Linked DNA regions of Macaca mulatta: region 2 is linked to region 1. Evidence: chromatin contacts called from public Hi-C data. All regions are on one chromosome and are shown on one strand. The core of a region is the stretch at or near the end of the contact, and the rest is flanking DNA. Distances in the headings are between cores, read along the strand shown. Region 1 holds the start of METAP1 (methionyl aminopeptidase 1). Region 2 holds the start of ADH5 (alcohol dehydrogenase 5 (class III), chi polypeptide).

Region 1 (5,087 bases), core at 452-2,951:
ACTCCAGAGGCTGAGGCAGAAACATCACTTGAGCTCAGGATGTTGAGGATGCAGTTAGCTGTGAACACCACTGCACTCCAGCCTGGTTGACAGAATGAGATGCTATCTCAAAGAAAAACCAAACAACAAACAAAAAGTTCACATCATAGTAACTGAATAAATCAGGTAAGTAAATTACTTTACGTGGTGTGGTACAGTTTTTATTTAAAAAATATTTTATATATACATACATACTTATACCGATTTTTCTGTTTTCTTGTATACAAAAGTGTATGTACGTATGCATGTAAATATTTCTACTCCTTGATTTTATTACATCATTCGTACTGCTTATATTGCAAAACTAAGTTCTTTTTTTTTTTTTTTTGAGACATGGTCTTGCTCTGTCGTCTGGGCTGGAGTGCAGTGGCGGGATCATAGCTCACCATATCCTTGACTTCTCAGGTTCAACGGATCCTCCTGGCTCAGCCTCCTCAGTAGCTGGGACTACAGGTGCCTACCGCCACGCCCAGCTAATTTTTTAGTTTTTAGTTTTAGTTTTTGTAGAGACGGGGTTTTGTCATATTTCCACGCTGGTCTCGAACTCCTGGCCTCAAAGAATCCGCGGGCCTTGGTGCCCTGGATGCCCTGGCCTCTCAAAGTGCTGGGATTGATTACAGGCGTGAGCCACTGCTCCTAGCCAAAACAAAGTTCTTAAAAATAAAAGTAATATGAGCTTTTCTGGTGTATTAAGTACGGAGAAGCTAAAAAAATACAGTAAGATAACAAAGTTCACAGCCTTTTGTGATCAGTAAATGCTAGTTTTTCGCTCTTCCCTAGTGACAGGGAGGCACTCAAGCATGAGTTACAACACGGCAGACCTGGAATACAGATGAAAAGATTGAGGCAACAGGTTCGCAGCGGAAGGCCTCCGCAGCTTCTTTCGACTCTGACATTTCAGGATCAGCACAATTCTCCCCTATTTACCGCGGAAGCAATCAACTGGGATAATACAAACAATTATTATTTGTATTGAATACCTGATAGTTGTGTTACTATTACTAGCGCTATCGTTTTTGAAGGGGGGTTGGTGGTGTGGCAAAAAAAATTCGGGCAGGAGGGAGGGCAGATGTGAATTCCAGCCCAGCTTCTCGTTGACAGTTCTATTGCTCTCCTTTCTGCGAATGAGCGGTGGTCTTTAGGCCTCAGACCTGACAATGTCACTGAGAAATAGAACTTAACCCAGGGGACTGTTCTCCAAGGAGCGTCCGGGGGGAACCAACGCAGAGGAGCGCAGCGCCCTCTCCAGCCGCCTGCGGGTGTCGGGGATGATCAGGGCTCTTGGGTGTTTGTCAGTGAGGACAACTGCCTTATCTGACTGTAGGCACAGAGAGTGCGCCGCGAGAGGGCGGCTCCTCACAGCCAGGCGCCGGCAGGTCGCGCTCTGCGCTGGCCGACGCCCGAAGGCGCCGAATGGGAGGGGCCCTGCCGAGCTCCCTTACAGCCCCCACGTGCGCGCCGCTAGGAAGCTTGGGCACCCAGCCACCGCGAGCGGCGGGCGGGGGGCGGGGCGAAGGTGGCGGGGCGGGGCACCAGCTGCGCGCGCGGGGCGGGGGCGGGGCGCGCTGCGTGGTCCCGGTCGGCCCTGGGCTCCTCCCCCTTCCGCGCCCAGGCCGGCGGCAGGCCTTGCTCCTCCCCCGACTCGGTCTCTCTCCCCTCCCCTCCGCCCGGCCGTTCTTCCCTCCCGCCGCCGCCTCTTCCTCGGTGAGGCGCTCTTCCAGCGGGCAGGCAGCATGGCGGCCGTGGAGACGCGGGTGTGCGAGACAGACGGCTGCAGCAGTGAGGCCAAGCTCCAGTGTCCCACCTGCATCAAGCTGGGCATCCAGGGCTCGTACTTCTGCTCGCAGGTAGACGCCCGCTGCCCCGCGGATCTGCCGCCACCGCGGGACTCCTCTTCGCCTCTCCCTTGCTGGCTCCTCCCGCTCTTGCGGCGAGTCGGGACGCGCTCCTCCTCCTCCCCCCGGCCGCGTTTCCTCCTCCCCCCACCCGCGTCGCCACCGCCCCCTCCTGCCTCCTGGGGTCCCCGGGTCCTCGGGAGCCGCGCGGGGCTCACGCGGGGGCGGGGGCCGCCGCCCGCCGCGGCCATGTGGGCTGGGGCGGAAGCTGGCTCGTGTGGGGTCGCGCGGCCGCGCTAGACCTCCGCGTTCTGGGGCTGGTTCCTTGCGCTGGGGCTGGGGCCGCCAGGTGTGCGGGCTGCCGGGGGCAGGTAGCGGCGCCGTGAAACAGGGCAGCCCGAGCGTCGCGAGCCTCCACAGCCGCGGCACCGGCGGGGCTCGGGTCTGGGCGCTGGAGGCTGCCGGGCCGTCCGTCGGATCCCTGCGGGGTGGGGGGTGGAAGCGACCCGCCGGTCTCTGAGAGATGGGTGGCCGGAGGACGGTCGGAGTAGCAGAGAGGAGGAACAGAGGGGAGAAACGCTAGGTAGGTCCAGCCCCACTTCTTTGTGCTTTACTACCGTGCGTTGACACTTAAGCAACTTTGGGGGTGGGGAATGGAGAGGTCTGTGTAATTCGTTCTTTTCCCTCGGTATATAAAATTATTAATTTACAAAGCTGTAAGCTAACGGGATGAGTCACCTGTGACTGAATTTCCCAGAGTGAAAAGGACAGTTCCATTGAGGGTTAGGCGTGAAGGCTGTAATGTGTTTTAGTAAGTTTTGTGCAGTAGAGCAAACCCAGCGTTGAATGGGGTCCTGACTGAAGCGCGTGCTCGTGTTTCTGTTTACTGAAGAGTGACTAGTGTTGCTGCTGCATTTCGAGACCCAGGGTGAGGGCTGGGCGGCAATAGTATGGCTCTTACTTACAGTCCAGGTTTACTGAAGAGAGGCACATGAATATTGAAATATTAAATTGGTAGTGTCCTGTGGGGAGGAGAGCAGGAATAAAGAGAAGGCCTGATTGGGGCCCTGCTCTTGCCAATTACTGTGCGATCTTGAATTAGTAAAGTTACTTAATCTTTCTGAGTTCCAGTGTTACCCTGTACAGAGGGGATGATTATAGCTTTCTTAGTAAGTTTCACAAGCTTCTTCTGAAACCCAAATTATCCAAGGAACGTGAAATGCTGTTATAATGTAAGACCTTTTATTTTTTCAAGGATTATAGTACAATTTAACTCTGCCATAAATAAAAATATGAATAAGAGTGAAGGCAGACATATGAACACAGTACAAATAATAAAAGTATTTTCCAACATAAAACATATAAAAACGTAAAGATATAAATAAATACAATTTTTATGTCACAATACTTGTAGATAAGCCATTGCAAGAGGTCTTACCTGTGTTATATAGTCTTGTTTTTAGATAGGATATGATCCTTGACCTTGTTAGCATCATTTGGAAAAACTTGCACGTGGAGGAGTGTTGCTTGATCTAAAAATAGCATTACTCAACAATCTAAAGGATCTGTGCTAGGTTTAACATGTTGAGCATTACTCATGTTAAACCTAGTACAGGTCCTTTAGATTCTTTAAAATTTCCAAATTCTATCCTTTTGTGGCCTGTGTGGGACCTGAACTTAAGAAACAGTGTTTGCTTTTGACATTTGTGTACCATCTGAGTAGAATAACTTTAAAAGTAGGTGGCATTTTGAGTTAATATCTCTGACCCTCTTCTGTTAAGATTTTAAAAAGGTAGCATGAAACACACATTCATGAAACAGGTGGAAAGAAGGTTGAATCATTGGGGTTTGTGGGAAAATGCTAGACACATTTGCGAAAACAAAACATTCAGGGTTTATTCCGTGTATTAGGATTTGAGGTGTTTACATGTTGGATTCTGCAGGTATATTTCTGGTATCGCTGTTAGACATGCACTCAAATATTCCCAGAGTGGCTGTCCCAACTGTCTCTTTTTCTTCTTTTCTCTTACCACCTCCTCGGGTCAACTTTTAAAATTTTCCGCCAAATCAGTTGTCGTAGTCTCTTAATTTATTTCTCTACTGTAATTCCTCCCCTTGCAAACAGACACCCACAAAAAACCCTATCTCAAACAAAACCTTTTGTACAGAAGTTGTTTTTCCCGCAGTCTGATTATGCATATCCCTCATTGCTTTCAGGATTCCAGCCCCACATTCAGGGCCCCTCTTCTGAGTCTCTTGCTCTAGCCAAAAGCTGTGTTTATATTCTTTCCTTTCCAAAATGTCACCTGTCTTCTGAAATCACAGCTGTTTCCTCAATCCCATCTTGAGAACTTGATCAAGTCACTGTAACTTATCCTAAGCCACTTTATACATCTGTGATGAAATATGGGCTTGGCCAGGCATGGTGGCTCACGCCTGTAATCTCAGCGCTTTGGGACGCCTAGGTGGGTGGATCACCTGAGGTCAGGAGTTTGACACCAGCCCGGGCAACATGTCAAAACCGTGTCTCTACAAAAAATACAAAAATTAGCCGGACGTGGTGGCACACGCCTGTAGTCCCAGCTACTCAGGAGGCTGAGACACAAGAATCACTTGAACCTCGGTGCTGGAGGTTGCAGTGAGCCGAGATTGCACCACTGCACGGCACTCTATCCTGGGCAACAGAGCAAGACTCCGTCTCAAGAAGAAAAAAACACAAAAAACCAAAAAGTAGAAATTAGGGATTTTCCTTAACACTCCTCTGATCACTAGGATGATCTTTCTTCTTTCTACTGCTCTGGTCCCTGGCCTGGCTGTCTGGCCAGCTTGTCTTTGGGAACAAACAGAACAAAACTGCGAGAGGCCTTTCTGATGCACCATTAACAGAAGTAAGGCATTCCCAGTTACTCTGTCACACCACCTTGTTTATTCCTCTGTGACCTTTTGTACAATCTATGATTACTTCACTTGTTAGAAAAATGAGGATATCTTTTTTTTGGTTTTTTTTTTTTTTTGAGACGGAGTCTCCCTCTGTCGCCCAGGCTGGAGTGCAGTGGTGTGATCTCGGCTCACTGCAACCTCTGCCTCCCGGGTTCAAGTGATTCTCCTGTCTCAGCCTCCCGAGTAGCTGAGATTACAGGTGCGCACCACCACGCCTGGCTAATTTTTTTGTGTTTTTAGTAGAGATGGGGTTTCACCGTGTTAGCTAGGATG
Region 2 (4,771 bases), core at 2,194-4,693, 99 kb after region 1:
TATCCTTCTAAACAAATAACTACTTAATAGCCAATTGAGATACAGATTAATGCTAACCTTAAAAAGTATATCACAGATTCACAAAGAAACATATGTTTCCAAGTGACATGTTTTTAGATTTCATACAAATAGTATACATCAAAAATGATTTAATTGAGATGATTACCTGGTCAGATAGAAAAGCATCTTTTGGTTAAAAAGTTGTACTCATCAAATATTTAATGGCCCTCTACAATGCATAAGCAAGAGCAGGTTAAGAACACAAGTTCTGAGAGAATCTGATTCAGCAGATCTGGCATGGTGTCCGAGAAATCTGTATGCTTAACATGTGCCGGAATAAATTCTTTTGATCAGGCTGTTCTGAATACCACTGGTTTGGTGCAAAACTGCAGGGTGGGAAGGAGGATTAGGAATGTAACAATGAGGAGCTATATCCCTTGTAACCGCACCGGCCAATACAGCAGCCACCTGCACTTAGAAAATGACCACAGGCTGGGCATGGTAGCTCACGCCTGTAATCTCAGCACTGTGGGAGGCTGAGGCAGGCAGATCATGAGGTCAGGAGTTCAAGACCAAACTGGCCAGCATGGTGAAACCTCATCTCTACAAAAATACAAAAATTAGCTGGGCATGGTGGTGCACATCTGTGTGGTCCTAGCTACTCAGGAGGCTGAGGCAGGAGAACGGCTTGAACCTGGGAGGTGGAGACTGCAGTGAGCCAAGATTGTCCCACTGCACTCCAGCCTGGGCAACAGAGCGAGACATCATCTCAAACAAAACAAACAAACAAACAAAAAAACAAACAAAAAAAGAAAACAGAAATATGCTATAAATATAGCTGGACTTTGAACACTTAGTTCAAAGAAAAGTAAAAATACTCATTAACAGTATTTTTAAAAATACTGCTTACATGTTGAAATGGTATTTTGATTATGTTAAGTAACATTATTTATGTTATAAACTATTAAAACTTCACTTTTTCCTTTTTAATGTGGCTACTGAAAAATTTTAAATTACACAAGTGACTAATGTATCTATAGCACACAGAGCTGCTTTAGAGATTATAGTCAGTATACCCTCCACAACCAGAGAACCACACGTAATGAGAAAGGTCCTGATTAGTTTACATTACACTTGAGAAATGCGTTGACAGACTAAAGGTTGTAAACCACTGGGTTTACAGGAGACAGATTTTAAAGTTAATAATTACAAAGCGTGTGATTTAAAGAGACAGGCACAAAGTAATACAGAAAGCAAAAAAAGTAGATTAAGAGCGTAACTGCTTGGTTTGGGAGAGCTTCACTTCTAACCTGGATACTGAAGGATGAGGAAAAAGTAATTATAAATGGTGATAAAACACCTATATATAGGGTGATTGTGAGGACTGAGTAAGAATGAATACGAAGTCCCTGGCCGGGCGTGGTGGCTCAAGTCGCCTGTAATCCCAGTACTTTGGGAGGCTGAGGTGGGTGGATCATGAGGTCAGGAGATCGAGACCATCCTGGCTAGGTGAAACCCAGTCTCTACTAAAAATACAAAAAATTAACCGGGCGAGGTGGCGGGTGCCTGTAGTCCCAGCTACTGGGGAGGCTGAGGCCTAGATCGCACCACTGCACTCCAGCCTGGGCGACAGAGCTCAAAAAAAAAAAAAAAAAAAGGAATGAATATGAATATGAAGTCCCTAACACAATTCTTGGAGCAGCATAGCTTTGCAAAGTAAGTTAGTAGTTATTGACAGCAATAGAACAAACGGTTGAGGAAAAGGAGAGGTGAACTAGATAGAGATAAAAAGAATGGCCTCTGTAGGCCGGGCGCGGTGGCTCACACCTGTAATCCCAACACTCTGGGAGGCCGAGATGGGTGGATCACCTGAGGTGAGGAGTTCGAGACCAGCCTGGCCAACACGGCGAAACTCCCGTCTCTACTAAAAATACAAAACTTAGCCGGGCATGGTGGCGGGCGCCTGTAATCCCAGCTACTCGGGAAGCTGAGACAGGAGAATTGCTTGAACCCGGGAGGCGGAGGTTGCAGTGAGCCAAGATCGAGCCACTGCACTCCAGCCTGGGCAACAAAGAGTGAAACTCCATCTGAACTGGAAAAAAAAAAAAAAAAAAAAAAGGAAAAAAGAATGGCCTCTGTAAATTGGTGAGGCTGGAAATGATCGTTTTTTAAAAGTAAATTGCAGATATTAAATCTTATAGTACAAAGAATCAGACAATGCATTAGAATCTTTTTCACTTCAATGTGCCATAAATTTCAACTCCACAAGTCAGATTCAGAATACTAACAATTAAGTTATGCAACCTAAAAATCCAAAGAGACAAGAATACTAAATTTGATGGCCTGCTCCCCTTTAAAAAATGTCTTACAGGAGCCTAACCTTTCCTTTTTACTGACAATTCTAAGCAAAACAAAGTCCCACTCTAAATCCGCGGGAAATGGCACTACTTCAACATTTGAACTATAGTAACAATTACAATCTTTCACATTCTGTGAACAAAGACACTCAGCAATAAGGAAGAGCAACTACCAGTTTAAGTCTGAAAGACTGTTTAGAGTTTCTTTCAAACTCCAATATGTTAAGGCCATATGTCTTACTAGAAAATGTCCAAATTTGCAAAGCATTAAAATAATCAGCAATTTTAGACTATTTATTCGTAATTTCTGCCTTTCTTTACTGTCTAATGTGTATTTTATGAACTGGTCAGAGAGGAGCAGACCTGGGTCGGAATCCCAGTCCGCCATCACAACCGACCTCAAATCACAGTTTTTGATAAGATGTCCCCATCTCGCGGAGGTGTTTGTTATGTGAGGACTAGAGGGAAGATAAATCTCTTGGTGTTCAAGCGCTCGAAAACGTTTCTGAAAGGGACGTAGGGGTCTTTCCAAAATACACTCCTTGGAGGCACAATAATTAAGGCGTAGGCTCAATTATGAAACACAAGCAACCTAGGAGTTAGGAGCACGGGCTCTGGCTGCAGCTCTGCCAAGTATGCAAGCTGCAAGAATGACCCAGAGTGAGTTACTTAACTTCGTGTAAGAAGCAATGCGTGGCCGCTCCTAAGCCATTTCCACTGGGATACCGTCCTGACCAGCCCCTGCCCCCCACTCTCCGGCTCTCCCACCCCCACCCCGTTCCGGTTGTCCCAGAAGCAGCAAAGAAAGCTGCTTCCCAACTGAAGAGCCGAGACAAAGCTTCCTTCTCTTTCTGCCCTGCTGAGCCGCTCGCCGGGGCCCAGTTTCAGAACCAGGAGCCAGATCCCGTCCTGGGCCGAGCCTCGCGCGTCCCCGAGGACAGCAGCCTGGTCCCATGCCATGCAGTCCCTCCCTAGTACTCAGGGCCCTCCGCTCAGCGGGCGCTACCTGGTTCGCCATGTCCACGGGTTTTGGTCAGCATGGGGTGCGGATGTTCCGACTGGGCTGAGCTGATGTTCCGACTGGGCTGCGCGGCGACCGCGGCGTGGGCGTGGCGAGCGCCTAGCGAGGGGGCGGAGCGTGGGGGCGGGCTTGCAATGGCGTCGACCGGAAGGGCGGTGCTCGAGCTGTGGTGCGTGCCCCTAGTTTGTAGATTCCTGGGTGCACTCGCTGGCGAGGCTGTGCGGCGCCGGTTTCGTGGCTAAAATCCGACAGCCTTATTGCAGAACTTGTTTCTTTGTCCGGAAAGGGCTCCCCTGTGTAACTTTACACCAGTTATCGTAGATGAGGCTTGCAAATTACAGATGTAGACGGTGAGGGAACGGGAATTTCACTGATAGCGCCTGAGAACCAGTAAGAGACCTGCAACAGCTTTGTGCTCCACTGGCAAATGCTTCCTCCTCTAATACGCATTATGTGTGCTTGCAGACACAAGGAGTAAGATACAGCCCCTCAAGGGACTCGCCATAGGGAGAGGACACAGAGCTGTGGGAATAAAGGGGCCACAAAGAAAGACAGAGGCGTTTGCTGAAAACTTCCCAAGCTCCCATTCCAGCAGTTCCTGAAGGGTAGGTAGGATTTTGGGGAGACAGTAGAACGTGGGCAGAGTTGGAAGGAGGAGATGAGGGGAACAAAACGTCTCCTGATCCTGGACAGTTTGATGTGTTGAGAGTGGGCCAGAGTGTAGAGAGAGAGAATGGAGTATTTTTGCCGGTTTACACTTTGTTTGAGACAGAGTCTCGCTCTGTCGCCCAGGCCGGAGTGCAGTGGTGCGATCTCGGGTCACTGCAACCTCCGCCTCCTAGATTCAAGCGATTCTCGTGCCTCAGCGACCTGAGTAGCTGGGATTACAGGCAGACGCCACCACGCTGGCTCAATTTTGTATTTTTAGTAGAAATGGGGAGTGGGGTCCGGGGGGCGGGGGGTGGTCTCACCATGTTGGCCAGGCTGATCTCGAACTCCTAACCTCAAGTGATTCGCCCACCTCAGCCTCCCAAAGTGCTGGTATTACAGGCATGAGCCACTGCACCTGGCCTGCCGGTTTACTCTTAAACTCTGTTGTAAATGCTGGATTTTGTTAAAATAGCTCTATCAGACACACTGCTCTTCTCTGTCTGTTTTTCAGTCTTTTTCATGGCTTTTTTCCTGGGTACATATGGTAAGATTATGTCCAAAGTCTTTCCATTCCTTCACTCCACTCTCTCACTCACACTATGGCTTTTAACTTCTATTTATGGAAAGATGACTACCAGATTATTATCTCCAGCCAGGATGGCCCCCCTAAACTCCAGACTTGGACTGGATTTCTGTCTGCATTAGGATATCTCACAATCGAATGCAACTCCTAAAACTCATA

What was found. Hi-C and Micro-C count contacts between places; a contact is called where the count stands out from the background.
Region 2: a Hi-C map of cortical neurons shows a contact between it and region 1, with 5 times the contacts expected there. The contact joins the promoter of ADH5 here to the promoter of METAP1 in region 1. A contact is called at or near these places in 2 of 14 Hi-C or Micro-C datasets (cortical neurons and liver).

What each region holds. Positions count from the first base shown.
Region 1 is chr5:108,272,971-108,278,057 of T2T-MMU8v2.0, forward strand. It overlaps METAP1 (methionyl aminopeptidase 1), which reads left to right and starts at 1,702. Exons shown (of 11, transcript NM_001261513.1): 1 at 1,702-1,886. The coding sequence starts at 1,773.
Region 2 is chr5:108,369,896-108,374,666 of T2T-MMU8v2.0, forward strand. It overlaps ADH5 (alcohol dehydrogenase 5 (class III), chi polypeptide), which reads right to left and starts at 3,444. Exons shown (of 9, transcript XM_001105718.5): 1 at 3,364-3,444. The coding sequence starts at 3,375. LOC106998425 (a long non-coding RNA gene) reads left to right here and starts at 3,547. Exons shown (of 2, transcript XR_013417240.1): 1 at 3,547-3,768; 2 at 3,844-4,771.